Regions from separate parts of the Gossypium hirsutum genome. Here all the other regions are linked to region 1. Evidence: chromatin contacts called from public Hi-C data. All regions are on one chromosome and are shown on one strand. Each heading gives the region's core, a stretch centred on a gene start, on an enhancer-like site or on the middle of the called end of the contact. The rest is flanking DNA. Distances are from core to core; before and after follow the strand shown. Region 1 has its middle 17 kb from the start of LOC107888871. Region 2 overlaps LOC107888869 (a long non-coding RNA gene). Region 3 has its middle 24 kb from the start of LOC121206789.

Region 1 (4,586 bases), core at 1,300-3,799:
AAAGATATATGAGTCTAGTTTCTGGGAAAATTTACGGATCTTAATTTGGAGTTCCCTAACTCCAGATATAAATGATTTAGTGGCTATGAATCAAGAAAGCAACTTAACTAGAACATGTGTAAATGTACAATTCGGTTAGTTTTACTATAGAAAGCATGTTAGTAAATTGCTTATTATTTTCATGCGAGCTTTAAGCGTAAAGCTTACTCCCTCTTTTCTATTTCTTTTAGTGTTGTCAGGTTAACTCGGGGTTGGAGATCATCGGAGGCAACATCACACTATCAAGCCAACACCTTGACAGTATAAACACATATGCTAGAATTATCAAGTGAGTGGCATGTATAGGGACCTAGTTTTTATAACACGTGCTATTATAATTGGTCTTTAGTGAGTTAATAATTCTGACTTATAAATCTAGCTATTCATGTTATGTCTGATATTGGTGATGTGCATATGCTTGTTTGCCATGCATGGTTGGTAATATGTTATGTGTTGTTGTGAATGTTTAAGTCCGTTAACGCCTCGAACCCTGTCCCGACGTTAGATACGGGTGAGAGGTGTTACAGGTAAGGGGTGTTACACTACCAAGGAGAAAGATCTCATTATTTGCTATTAGTGCAAGAAACTGGGACACATCAGGTTTGATTGTCCTTAATGGAAGAAGAAGGGATCAAGAAAACAAAAGATTAAAGCTAATGTGGCTACTTTGAGTGATGAGGATTCCTCCGATGATGAAGATCAAGAAGTAGCCAACCTATGTCTTACGGCCATCAATGATTCTAAGGTAACTTCTAACTCATCTACTTCAAATTCTTATTTTTTTGATGAGCTGCAATATGCCCATGATAAATTAGGCTTGGAGTTTGAATTAATGATTTCCAAATAAAGGAAACTATTTCAAAACTAAAAGATGAAAATAGTTCACAGTCCAAAGTCAATCATGAACTTGAAAGTAAAGTAAATTATATGCAAGTTATTATAAATGATATTGAGAAAAAAATTGTGACTTGCATAATTTACGTTCTAAAGTTCACGAGGATCATTAAAATCAACTTTAGTTGTTTAAAAGTGAAAAAACTCACTCTAATAAAGTTTTTGAAAATGGAGAAAGTTCAAAACAAAACTTTGTTAAAACTAGATTTAATTTCTACAAACATAGAGGTCCTCCAAATTTTTACAAAGGAAAAATTGTTTAAAATATATGGGTCCTAAAAGATTCATAACTACTAAAGATAATGATATCCTTTCTAAATGGATACCTAAAGGGACTAGAATCTTGGAAACTGATGCTTATGAACCCAAAAGAAATTGGGCACCAAAAACAAAAATTCAATGTTTATAGGAAAAGTTGCATTACTTCAAGGAGAACATCACTAATGCAAATTCTATGTGATTGCACCTTAATGTTTACTTAGTATGTTAGTTCACTTATTCCTTATTTTTAATATCTATCTTTAAACAAACTACTTTCTTTTCCTCTTAAGCTTTATTATTATTTTTTTATAAAACTTTGCATCTTGAATTACAATGTTATGGATTTCCAAAGGATAATCCATTTTAAAAGACAAATTACATCTCTTTTTAATAGCCAAATTACATAATAAATTTGCCATATTGTTGCTACTACGGTTGATCCAGTTAATTTGGACCAAGCCAAAATTCTTAAAGGCCATGCACGCCTTCTTCGCACAGCATCCTAATATAGTCATATCCTTGTCTCTCTTGTTGACTCTGTTGACTAAATTTGCGCTGTCAAACTCAAGAGATAATTTTCAACACATTTAAAGTAGATGCCAACTTCAAACTTTCAACCAAAGCTTCCATTTCAGCCCAGTTCGCATCCAGAAGCTTATAGACAAAACCATAACAGCCCCCGAGAACGAAACCATCCGAATCTCTAGCAATGGCTCCATACCCCACACTGCCGTTCGAAACCGGTCAAAGTTTATTTTTACATAGTTGTTAGGAGGTTTTATCCAAATTTTACCACCGGTATTAGAGAAAAACATGGGGATCAGCCGGGTTGAAAATTCTGAAATCGTTGCTAAGGGTCTTCGCCCTTTCCCACACCACCAAAACAACATCTTCTTTACCATGGAACACCATCTTATTTCTGTTATTCCAGCAGTTCCATAGGAGGGTAAAAAAATCAACAGCAGCTTTAGCGTCCAGCTTACGGAGGACATCTTCCAACCAATCGATACAGCGCTCGTAGCTCCCATCAAGCAACTTGTTATTTAAGCCACCAAGGGTAAGAATCTCACGCGTCATGGGGCAGTCTTCCATAGCATGGATTAACGTCTCCTCTCTGTTCTTGGATCTTGGACAGACATTTTAGAAGTTATGATGAATTTGAGCAATATTGTCATACATGGGCAGGATATTGTGACCGATTCTTCAACTAAACACTTTGATCTTGGGGAGCATATTTAGTTTCCAAATTATTCTCCAAAAAAATCTGTAAGGATCAAACCCTATTCTCTTTAGACATAACCAAGAGTAAGCCGACTTTGACGTGTAGAACCCATGGGGGTTTTGATTCCACGTTCTGCTGTCTTTATCGCCATTATGAATAATAGGTAAAGTGCATATTTGATCCCCCATTGTGTTACCATACAATTCAATCATCCTTTCCCTTTTCCAACACCTGCGGTTATGGTCCCACAAGTCACTAACTTTTCTTTCATCATTAGTCAACAATGACCGATAAACAGAGTCCCTATTAAGGACCTCAAAACCCAATTGATCCCTTCGAATATCAATCGTGTTGCCGTCCCCAATAAGCCACAAAAAACCTTCCTTAAGAGCTTCGGCCGCCCTTGCTATATTGGACCAAGTATAATACGGTTTGTCACCATATTTAGGCCGAAGAACGTCCCCCTCAGGGAAGTATTTAGCATTAAGCACCCTGAAACATAAAGTGCCCTTGAAATGCATAAGTCTCCACACTTGTCTGTCGAGGAGAGCCAAATTGAACAATTGCATATCCCGAAAGCCAGTACCACCCATCCCTTTTGGGTGACACAAACTATCCCATGCCATCATAGCCCAACCACGAGTCTTCTCATTGCTCGTCCACCACATACGACTCATTTTCGATTGTAGATCATCAATGATACCTTTAGGAGCAAGAAAAAAAGAAAACGCATGTCGAAATAGACTGAATAATAACATTAATGAAAATCTCTTTCCCTCCATAAGAAAGAAGTCGTTTCGACCAACTATTTATCCTGCAAGCACAACGATTAGTAATATTAGTAAAAGCAATTGACTTTTTTTTACTAATAGGTAAAGGTAACCCTAGATAGCTATAAAGATTGTCAGCCATACGCATCCCGAGCATAGAGCAAAAAAATTGCCTTTGAGGTAAAGGTGTTTTCGAGCTAAACATAATCATGGGTTTATCTTTGTTAATCTCTTGGCCCGACACTCTGGTAAAATTTGTTATAATTTTAACAATTTCCTCCACATCCTTTTTCTATTTCGGGTAAAAAGAAGTGCATCATCGGCAAAAAATAGGTGATTAATTCTAGGACCATTAATGCTAGCCCAAATTCCCTTTATCATATTGTTGTTTTGGGCTTGAATTAACAATTTAAATAAAGATTCCATGCAAAAAAGAAAATGGGAGGGAGAGAGAGGATCCCCTGTTTAAGACCCATTTCCAGCACAATAGTCTCTTAAAGGATTGAGTTGCACTTGATAACGTAACGGACCGAACAAACATATCTCATAATTTGATCCACCCAAACATCCGTGTAGCCCATTCTTTTCATGATCTCTTCAATAAAATTTCACTCAACCCGATCGTACGCTTTGTTCATTTTTAGCTTAATCACAAAGCCTTTATTGGGCCCGTTCTTTTCACTTCGAAGATAATGAACCAACTCATGGGCGATCAAGGTGTTATCATGGATCATTTCTCCGGAAACAAAGGCAATTTAGTTTTGGCTTATGCAATTAGAAAGAATATATTTCAAACGATTTGCTAGAACTTTTGCAATGATTTTGTAAATAACCTGCAAAGACTTATGGGCCGAAAATTAGTAATGTCGATAGGCTCTTTAATTTTTGGAATAAGAACAATAATCGTCTCATTGAGACTATCCATAGTTCTATTTCCACTTAAAACCTCATGGCACAACTTTATAATATCCGCTCCCACCACCTCTCAATTTTCTTTGAAAAAACTTTCCGAAAGTTCGTCAATTTCAGGTGCTTTCCGAGGGTCCATTTGATGGAATGCTTCCTTAATTTCATTGATCGTGAACTCCTTCGTCAGTCTTTCTTTCATCTCTCCTGAAATACACTTTCCAATATAGTCAAGATTAAACACTTCATTTGTAGATAAAGTAGAGACAAATAGGCTTTGGAAATACTTCCTGGCAGCCGCACAAATATCATTGGTATTATCCTTCCAACAACCATTAATATCTTTCAGCCTATCAATGTTATTTTTCTTCCTTTTACTAGTAGCCCTCACATGGAAAAATCAGGTATTTCTATCTCCCTTTTTTAGCTAGCTAACCCTCGATCTTTGTGCCTAGTGTTTCTCTTCTTTATCCAGCAGCTGCCCGAGCTTCAAC
Region 2 (4,586 bases), core at 1,115-3,614, 200 kb before region 1:
TTTAAGATGTTATCTAGTGTTTGTAAATTCATTTTATTGCTTGGGATGTTGATCGTGTTTATATCGTTGTTTTAAACATTCTAACCATAGATGATGATTTCTTCTTAGATAGGCTAAACCTGCTCTTTGTTAATTGAACAACTTAATTGCATTTCTTCTTATTCAAATTTCTCTCATAATTGAAATCATGCAATTTAACTATTGTTTTTTCATTAGTGTAGTTGGTTCACTTTCAATTTATTAGACCCTTTTGTTTCTTGTGAAGATAGGTTGCCTTTGTAAAACTTACGAATTTCTTAATGCTTTTTCACCTTGCCTTGCTGAGTACCTTATCAATCCACCTTGGTTACAAGCTGAAGCAGGCACTTGATACCAATCAACAGTATAGCATCTTTTCCGCGATAGTTTGTATTGAATACATACCTGCTTCTGAATTTAGCTTGTTACAGGGATTGGATCTTCTAATAGGAGGAGATCATCAAGTTGTCATTCACACTCAAACATGTATTCATTTACTCAAGAAGATGATGGGTGTTTCAACTACATTTCAAGTGAGGCTGCTAATGTATAAACAATTTTGTTACCTTTCACCTTTCAATGCTTTAGTTTGGATCTTTGGAGTAAGGTGACAAAAGGGAAGAAAAGCAAGATGATATATTAACTTTTTGTATGGGTAAATGGGTGTGGTGGTGGAGTAATATAACTTTTTTGTATGTAATTACAGGATGATATATTGACATGAAGTATATCATATTAATATTGTCACTTTTTGTATATGTGTAAATGAGTTTTCTACTGTAATTGGACTCTTGAAAGTTGATCATGGTTTGTTATGTTATTTAGATGCTGAGATGATGGTTGGATTATGTTGGTACTATTTATTTAACAATATTTGTATTTTCATAGTAGTACTCTTTAACAATGTTAGTAAACAAAATAACTAAAACAAAAAAAAAAAACAAAAAAAAGGCAATTTTGATGCAAAAGCTTTATAGATCTAAACTTTTTGAAGGTTTTTAGGAAAATCAAAATGGAAAATATGAAAGAGGAGATCAAGAAAAACCCTTGGTAAAATTTAGGTAAATTCATGTTGGTGGTTGACGGTGACGAAAGGCAACAACGAGGACGGTGGTTTGTTGGAGAGAAAGATACGATGAAATGGGGGAGAGAGAGAGGACCAACAAAGATGAGGGAAATAAAAAAAAAATCTTTTAATATAATTTAATATAAAAAATAAAAAATTTAATATAAAATATTATTTCCAAATTTTAGAAAATATAAAAATAAAATATTTTAAATATTTTATTATAATTTAATATAAAAATATTTATATTAAAAATATTATTAAATTATATTTAATAAGAATCCTATTAAAGTTTAATATAACAATAATAATTATTATCAACTTAAAAAAATTCTGTTAAGGGTACTCCGGTCATTTCAATTTTTTCCTTTGTGCTATTACAATATTTGTTCTATTCAATCAAATGCAATAACACTATTACAGTTATATTTCATTCCATTCAATCAAACAATTAAATTACTAATTATAATTTTATTTTATTATAGTTCTATTCCATTACAACTTCATTACATTATAACTCTATTCCATTTCAATAAACCAAACATGACAAAAAATTAAGGTAGTAGAGGAAGAGAATTCGGGCTGAACAACTATAAATAATTTGTGCAACATTTTTTCTTTTTCTTTTTCATTTTTGAAGATTTTATAAAATTTTTAAAAAAATCAATTCACCCTCTTGATATTTTCAGGCCAAACAATTATTTATTTTTTAAATATGTTAATTAAAGCTAAATTGAATTGAAAAAGATATTAAACATAAATGATATTGAAAATTGATGAGATGGCACAATTTCACAGCCTAAAACTTAAATACTTTTAGGATCATATCAATTATTCTCGACAAATATTTTTAATTTATGAAAATATAAAATTATCTAAATTCATTTAAATTCATCAAAATTTAAAGTGATTCGAATTTAAAATAATTTATATTCAAAATAACTTAAAGAGTGAAATTATCTAAAATTATTTCAATCCAAAAATACCTAAATCTGAATTTAATAAATCCTACACCATCAAATTCTCCAAATAATATGAATGCAAAAAAAACATTAACCTAAAATAATTAATTAAAAAATAGTCTAATCAAAACCTACCCAATCAAGTCCGTTTGCGACCATTAGGCAGTGCCCAGTGATTGTCTGGATCTAAATTTGTTTGTGAGTAATTATTTATTTAGTTAATAAACAAATGGAGTTATTTTGTGGCCACGGTCCATGGACGCAAGCAATGTGGCCCAATTAAGTACGTGTAAGCCATATTCGCTGTTACGGAATAATCAGTAGTGGACCAACATTTTAGGAGGTTGCACTTGCGGCGCCTAATACCCGAGAATGGCTAGTGGGGCCTCAACTGGCCATTTTGACTTGTAAAAGAAAAATAAAAAATTTCAAGTTATTTTTCTTTTTCTAATTTTTACATTATTCTAATTTATATTATTTCAAATTTTCTTTTGAGGAACATAAACATCAGAGAAAAAAAATCCAAACTTTTAAGCACATAGCTCATACAATCTCGAACTACCTCGTCACCCTATCTTATTCGAACCAGGCAAAATCCACATTGCACTTTAGCATGCCAACAGTCAAAGGTTCCCAACCAGCCCTTCCCCCAACTCGCGACACTCCTGCCCGATCACCACCTTCACTAGTCACAACAAACACTCCCAACGACTGAAGCCAACAAAGTCGGAAATCATCAGCAGCTCGAACAATCGAGGCCATTCCAACATCCTTCCCTTTCCAAACCAAATAATTACGGTCGGACCATACAATCCAAAACAACACCAACACACAATGTAATTTGTTCAGAAGCTACCGAATCAGAAAGTCTACTACATAACTTAGCAACCGTCGTTTGACCAAAAGAAAAACTAGTAGCACTCAAAACAGCTTGCGCATACGGACAATACAGTAAAACATGATCCATACACTCTGCCTTACCATAACGGCTACACGAGGGGGACAACGGGGAACCCTTCTCATTCAAGCGAATCCGAGTCGATAAAAAGTGCCAAATACAACACCAAACAAAATCCTTTACCTTCAACGGGAGTTTACAATGCCATAACTTAGCCCAAACAATGTTCTCATCAAATAAAGCCTGATCCAATCGCATGTTAATTGCAACTCGGTATGCCAACCTCACACTATACCTTCTATTCGTACTAAACTGCCAAACTAGTTGATCCATCGTCGGAGTGTAACTAACTGGTATGCTAAGAACGTACGTAGTGCGTCATGTGGAGCCAAAATCCCTTCAACCAAGTCTCTGTTCCATGCACAATCATCAACTCTCAATAAACCAACGAACCTCAAATCTTTGGAACCTGCTAATGGAAGTGACTCAACATAGGAATCCATATCATCAACTAGCCATGGATCATGGAATATAACTATATCGCAACCATTCCCAACTTGCCACCGCATGACGTGAGAAATCACTTGTTTCGATGCCAAAATGCTTTACCACACAAATGAGAGATTACCACTCTCAGAAGCATCAAGAAAAGACCCGTCTAGGAAATATTTTTCTTTGAAGAAATGACAGGCAAAATAAGACAAATCCAAAAAAACAAAAAATCCCTTCAACCAAGTCTCTGTTCCATGCACAACCATCAACACTAAATAAACCAACGAACCTCAAATCTTTGGAACCTGCTAATGGAAGTGACTCAACATAGGAATCCATATCATCAACTAGCCTGTGTAATTGTTTTAAGAACTATTTAAACAATAATTTGTTCTTCCGATTCAGCAAACCACTACTTGATAGGGTTACTATACAAGTTTAAACTATATAAAATACATTTTTTCAAGTTTAAACCACCAATACATTTAGGGTTAGTACACTGAAAATGGCATTTAAAAAATTTAATAGCATTTATCATTATGATCAAAAAGTATTTTTGAGAAGATAACGTATTCATTTTAAATATGAAATTGTAAAGTAGAATGTTTAATAGGAGATAAAAAAATGGTTTTATTGGAAAACACTTTTTCAAAAAAAAAAACCTAAAAAAATCACCTTTTTAACATAAATAAAATCTAAATTTAAAATCAAATTTTGATTTAAAAAATTCTTTGTTTACCATTTTTTTATTTGGAATAATGGTTTGAGTTGAAAAGTTCCTTATAAATATAGTTCTATTTTACATTTTCGTATAAAATACATATATCATCATATTTATTCACAATGAAATTAATTTCATTTATTTACATTTAAATGTATACGACAAAATTAAAATTAAAATTTTATGTCTATAGATGAATTAGAATCAAAATTTTATAGGTATAATTGCACGAAATTAAAATTCACTTATCACATAACACTTTAAAAATTAACTATATTTAGATATACTAGACAATAAAATTTTTAACTTCACAAATAAAATTAAAAAATCGTGATACATGTTATCTACATATTTTTATTTTTTAAAATACTAATTAAAGACATATCACAACTTCCTAACTAATTTATGAAATTATAAACTCTACCGCTC
Region 3 (4,586 bases), core at 938-3,437, 160 kb before region 1:
GAAAGAGAAGAGAGAGCTTTTTTAGATTTTGTTTTAAAAAAAAACAAGGGCTAAATGATTTTTTTTTCTAAAACTCGACTTATATTGGCCCCCAAAACGACGTCGTTTTGGGACTGGCCTTTGAATGCTCAAAACGATGTTGATTTACCCATTACCGATCCGACCCGACTCGTTCCAAGTTAGGATCCACGTGTTTTTTTAAAAGGGTTAATTGCATTTTAGCCCCTCCGCTTTTTTATGGTTTTGCAATCAAGTTTTTTTTTTAATTTTAATTTTTGCCCTTTAATTTATTTCGTTTCCAATTTAGTCCACTTCGAAGCTGTGCGTTTTGGGGGGAAAGGAAAATTTCCCTTTTGGTCCCTCCTTATTATTCGTGCGTTCAATGTAGTCCTTTTCCTTTTTATTTATTTTAGATTTGCTTCAAATTCCCGTTTTAAATTCAGTTTAATCCTTTTTAGTTATTTTGTTGTTTTATTAGTAAAATTAATTAATTAATTAATTTATTATTATTATTATTATTAACACCTTATTGTTATTCTTATTAATATATTATCATTACTATTTATTATTACCATTATTATTACTATTATTTTTATTTTTATTACTATTATCATTATTCTTATTATTAATATTATTATTATTATTATCATGCTTATTATTATTACTATTATTAAATTATTATTATTCTTTATTATTATTATTATTTCTTATTTTGTTTTATTTAATATTTTATTTTATTTTATTTTTACTTTTTTTGTTTTATTTTTATTTTATTTTACAATTAGCTTGCTTTTCATTTATTCATTTACTTTATTGTCATTTATTTTCACTTTATTATTTTCGCTCATATTATTGCATCTATTATTATGTTGTTACGCATGTTAACACCGTGATTCGTTTTCACATTTTTACTACAAAAATCGTGTTACAATAATCCTTGCTCGATATATAAAAATTCAAGATTCGAAAAGTCGTTCCCTAACTTATGGGGTTTTGATTTTCTCGATAAATCCGAAAATACGAATGTTTTTAAAGCATAAAATTTTAAATGATCTCGAGAATTATGAAAAAAATCGTGTTCTAACTTACGAAATATGATTTCTTTCTGAAACTGAGATAATCAAATATCTTTCAAAATAAATAAAATTTTCGGCGTTTATTCGCGTATAGGGAATTTAAGAGATTGTGTCCTAGCTTACGGGACATAATTCTTTTGCTCGATTAACGTGAAATATGCCATTTTTCTCAAAAAAATTTTAATTAAGCAATAATTTAACGATAGATCGTATTTTTCTTCAAAGTTCTCAATTTTCGACACTAAGACATTAATTAATCAACTGTGTACCAATTTTGGGTGTTACGATGGTGCTAATTCTTCCTCGTGCGTGATCGACTCCCGAACCTATCTTTTTGAATTTCGTAGACCAAAATCGTTGTTTAAATAAATCAAACCATTTATTAAAACAACCACTTTCATGAGGTGACCCGATCACACCTTATCAAAAAGGATTGATGGCGACTCCCATGTTTGTTTTCGTTTTAGAAATCAAGTCGACTCCGTTTTTCAAAAAAAAAAAAAGGTTTCGACATGCTCTGTTTTACCCAAAAAAGAAAAAGAAAAAGAAAATTGCTTATATGCTTTCCTTAGTTTTAAGTGGATAAGGGGGAAAATTGAAAACATATTAATTATATTGAAGAAATTGAAATGGAATGGATCTAAAAATAAGAAATCCAAGTAGAAATGGATGGAATGAAATTCTTTAAGATTCAGTGAGAGGATCTTTGTAAATGGCAACACTATCATGGCATGCTATGCTTTTTGTTAAGTTAATATTGCCTTTTAGGGCATACGTAACGTTAAAGGTTCCATGGTGATTAAAACAATGCTTTTTTTTTCTTCCATACGATATTTCTGTTCTCATCTTAAGATATGGTCTATGAAAAAAAAATCTCGTGTTGACTATGGAACCTTTTTTTTTTGAATGGATGATGTGACTGGATTTATTAATATAAATAAAATGCATAAAACAGAGTTTGGGCTAAGGTTCAGAAAAAATAAATACAAAAGAATGAAAGAAAAAACCAAAATCTACTAAGAAATTGGGCCTAGAAAGAATTAACATAACTAGCCCATCTCGTCCAAATGCAACTAAATTAAAACAAAATAAAGTCTTATCCTATACCAGCCAAATCTAATAGCTAGATACCAATATCTTTCGTCTTTTCACATCAATCAAACCAGCCATTAATGATAGCAGGCTTTCAAAATTTGAAATGAATTCTTTTCTACTACATTTTGTTTCCCAACCATTCATTTCTCCTTTCACTTAGTCCGGAGGTTCTGGCCACAAGTTCTCCAGCACTTCACGAGCTGATTCTGGGATTCCTCCTAGCAGGTAAAAACTCTCTTTTTTTTAGTGCCTCCTATGTAATAACATGAGCATCGACATTCTTTGGTTTAGGGACAAAATGAAACTCGATCTCCTGGAATCTGTCTTTTCTGCTTTGTATATCCCTTACGATGGCTCCAATGACCGATTTATCTGTACCAGTATTTTGGCATTTCTTGATGACAGTTTTTGAGTCTCCCACTATTTCGATTTTATTTAATCCCATAAAAATCCCTAAGTTGACTGCTTGTAACCTTGCATATGCTTCTGCCATGAACGAAGTTGATATCTCGGAGTGTATGACTGCCTGTGATGCAAGGATCTCCCCCTCTTCATTTCGTACGAGCAAAACCGTAGCCGATCTGGACGATTGTCGGTAGAATGCTGCGTCAAAATGGATTGCGACCCTTCCTCTACATACGTATTGGGTATTTCTAGTAGATTGAAGAGTAAGTTTTCTCTCTTTTATTGCATCCAACTCTGCAATATAGTTTCGAGTTTGCCTTGCTATTTCAGTTCCTGACATGTATCTTCTTTCATATAATAGTTGGTTTCTGCTCAACCAGAGTCAACAACAAACAACCCGAATCTGTTCAGTATTCCCTTGACCAAAGATCCAGGTAAGCCATTCCCACATACTAAGATTATTATGGCTTAATACCCATGTTAAGCTTAACTGTTCCCAGGCCTCAACTGATGTAGGGCACTGTTGAAAAATATGGATGCTGTTTTCCTCTTCTTGGCGGCACCTAGGGCATTGAGCTTTCACCACAACCCTGTTGAGCCTGAGATTGACAAGGGACAGAAAGAAGTTCCATGAGAGTCTCCATACTGTAATTTGGATTTTTGATAGGATGTATAATTTCTATAGTTTCCTATAGAAGTTTTCATTTTTGGCATGTAAATTAAAAGTATTAGGATCCAAGTTAGTCTCATGTAATAGTTTATAGGCATTCCTAACAGAGAACTCCCCTGTCAACTCCCCTCTCCATACTTGAAAATCCTCGTGCGCTGCCTCTACTAGTGGAATCTGTAAGATTTTTTCCGCTATATGCATTCGAAAGGTATTTCTGACGGCCTTTTTTTTCCAGCTTCTATTATTGACCTCTATTAAATCCGAAACTAACTTAATATCTTCATTGTTGTCACGGTTCGGAACTCTTATCTTCTTCGTTTCCTGATATCCACAAATCGTCCCAAATGGATATTTGATAACCTATCCCAACCCTCCAACATAAACCAGTTTCCAGCAGCCCTCTCGCGGACCAAACACTCTTCCAAGTGAGTGAAGGTAAGTTTCCTAACCGAGCTTTGTAGAAATTTGAATTAGGTTAATATTTTGACTTCAAAACGCGGGCTAATAGTGAATTTGGGTAATTAACAAGACGCCACCCCTGCTTTGCTAATAACGCAACATTAAACTTTGCAAGATCTCGAAAACCCAAGCCACCATCTTCTTTTAATAAGCATAGATCTTTCCAAGCGCACCAATGAATACCTTTTCTATTTCGACCCTTTTCCCACCAAAATTTGGCTATTATACCCTTCAAATCAGCACAGAGCCTTAGGAAGTAGAAAGCAAAACATTGCATAAGTTAGGATAGACTGGAGTATAACTTTTATAAAAACTTTCTTCCCTCCTTGGGAGAGATATCTTATACTCCAGTTGTTAACTCGTTGGTTAAATCTATCCTTCAAATTTTTAAAAGATGATCTTTTTCTTCTACCTACCGTATAAGGAAGTCCTAGATATCGTTCTGGATTAGTTGATCTTCTATAACACCCCAAACTTGACCTAGACGCTATGACCGAAATCTAGCATGTCACATTAAAGTGTTTTTTGAAAACCATGTTCTTATTGAAAACCCTTCTTGCTATTTAGAACCTCTGGCCATTTTAAAACTTTGTGAAAACCTTAGTTTCTATTGGTTTATTAAAAGTCATTCTCTTGCAAAACATTATTACCTTTAAAACTTTATTTACTACGGAAGCTTAGTTTAAAGTTTTACAGAAACGTGATATTTTGAAAAACAGTAATTGTTTTGGAAAAGAAAACTATGTTATACTCCAGCAGTTATAAAACAATATAAAAAATTCCAAATTTAGAACTATAATTAGAAGAGGCCTTGTTACAACCCAGATCAAATATAAGTACTTGTAAATAGGTAACTTAAAAGAAAGTAAAAAACAATAGCA

What was found. Hi-C and Micro-C count contacts between places; a contact is called where the count stands out from the background.
Region 2: a Hi-C map of leaf shows a contact between it and region 1, with 2.7 times the contacts expected there. The contact joins two enhancer-like sites. A contact is called at or near these places in 13 of 34 Hi-C or Micro-C datasets (anther, callus, hypocotyl and 2 more).
Region 3: a Hi-C map of leaf shows a contact between it and region 1, with 1.8 times the contacts expected there. The contact joins two enhancer-like sites. A contact is called at or near these places in 17 of 34 Hi-C or Micro-C datasets (anther, callus, cotyledon and 4 more).

Annotation. Positions count from the first base shown.
Region 1 is chrA09:51,469,839-51,474,424 of Gossypium_hirsutum_v2.1, reverse strand. No RefSeq gene overlaps it. Among protein-coding and RNA genes, the nearest start is that of LOC107888871, 17 kb to the left of the region's middle. Within about 2 kb of position 2,549, at least 4 of the 9 cell types and tissues checked have an H3K27ac peak or open chromatin away from gene starts, as enhancers often do. A contact at or near this core is called in fibers and leaf, where this site is marked.
Region 2 is chrA09:51,667,404-51,671,989 of Gossypium_hirsutum_v2.1, reverse strand. It overlaps LOC107888869 (a long non-coding RNA gene), which reads left to right. Exons shown (of 2, transcript XR_001681528.2): 2 at 1-823. Among protein-coding and RNA genes, the nearest start is that of LOC107888869, 4.1 kb to the left of the region's middle. Within about 2 kb of position 2,364, at least 3 of the 9 cell types and tissues checked have an H3K27ac peak or open chromatin away from gene starts, as enhancers often do. A contact at or near this core is called in leaf, where this site is marked.
Region 3 is chrA09:51,631,057-51,635,642 of Gossypium_hirsutum_v2.1, reverse strand. No RefSeq gene overlaps it. Among protein-coding and RNA genes, the nearest start is that of LOC121206789, 24 kb to the right of the region's middle. Within about 2 kb of position 2,187, at least 9 of the 9 cell types and tissues checked have an H3K27ac peak or open chromatin away from gene starts, as enhancers often do. A contact at or near this core is called in fibers and leaf, where this site is marked.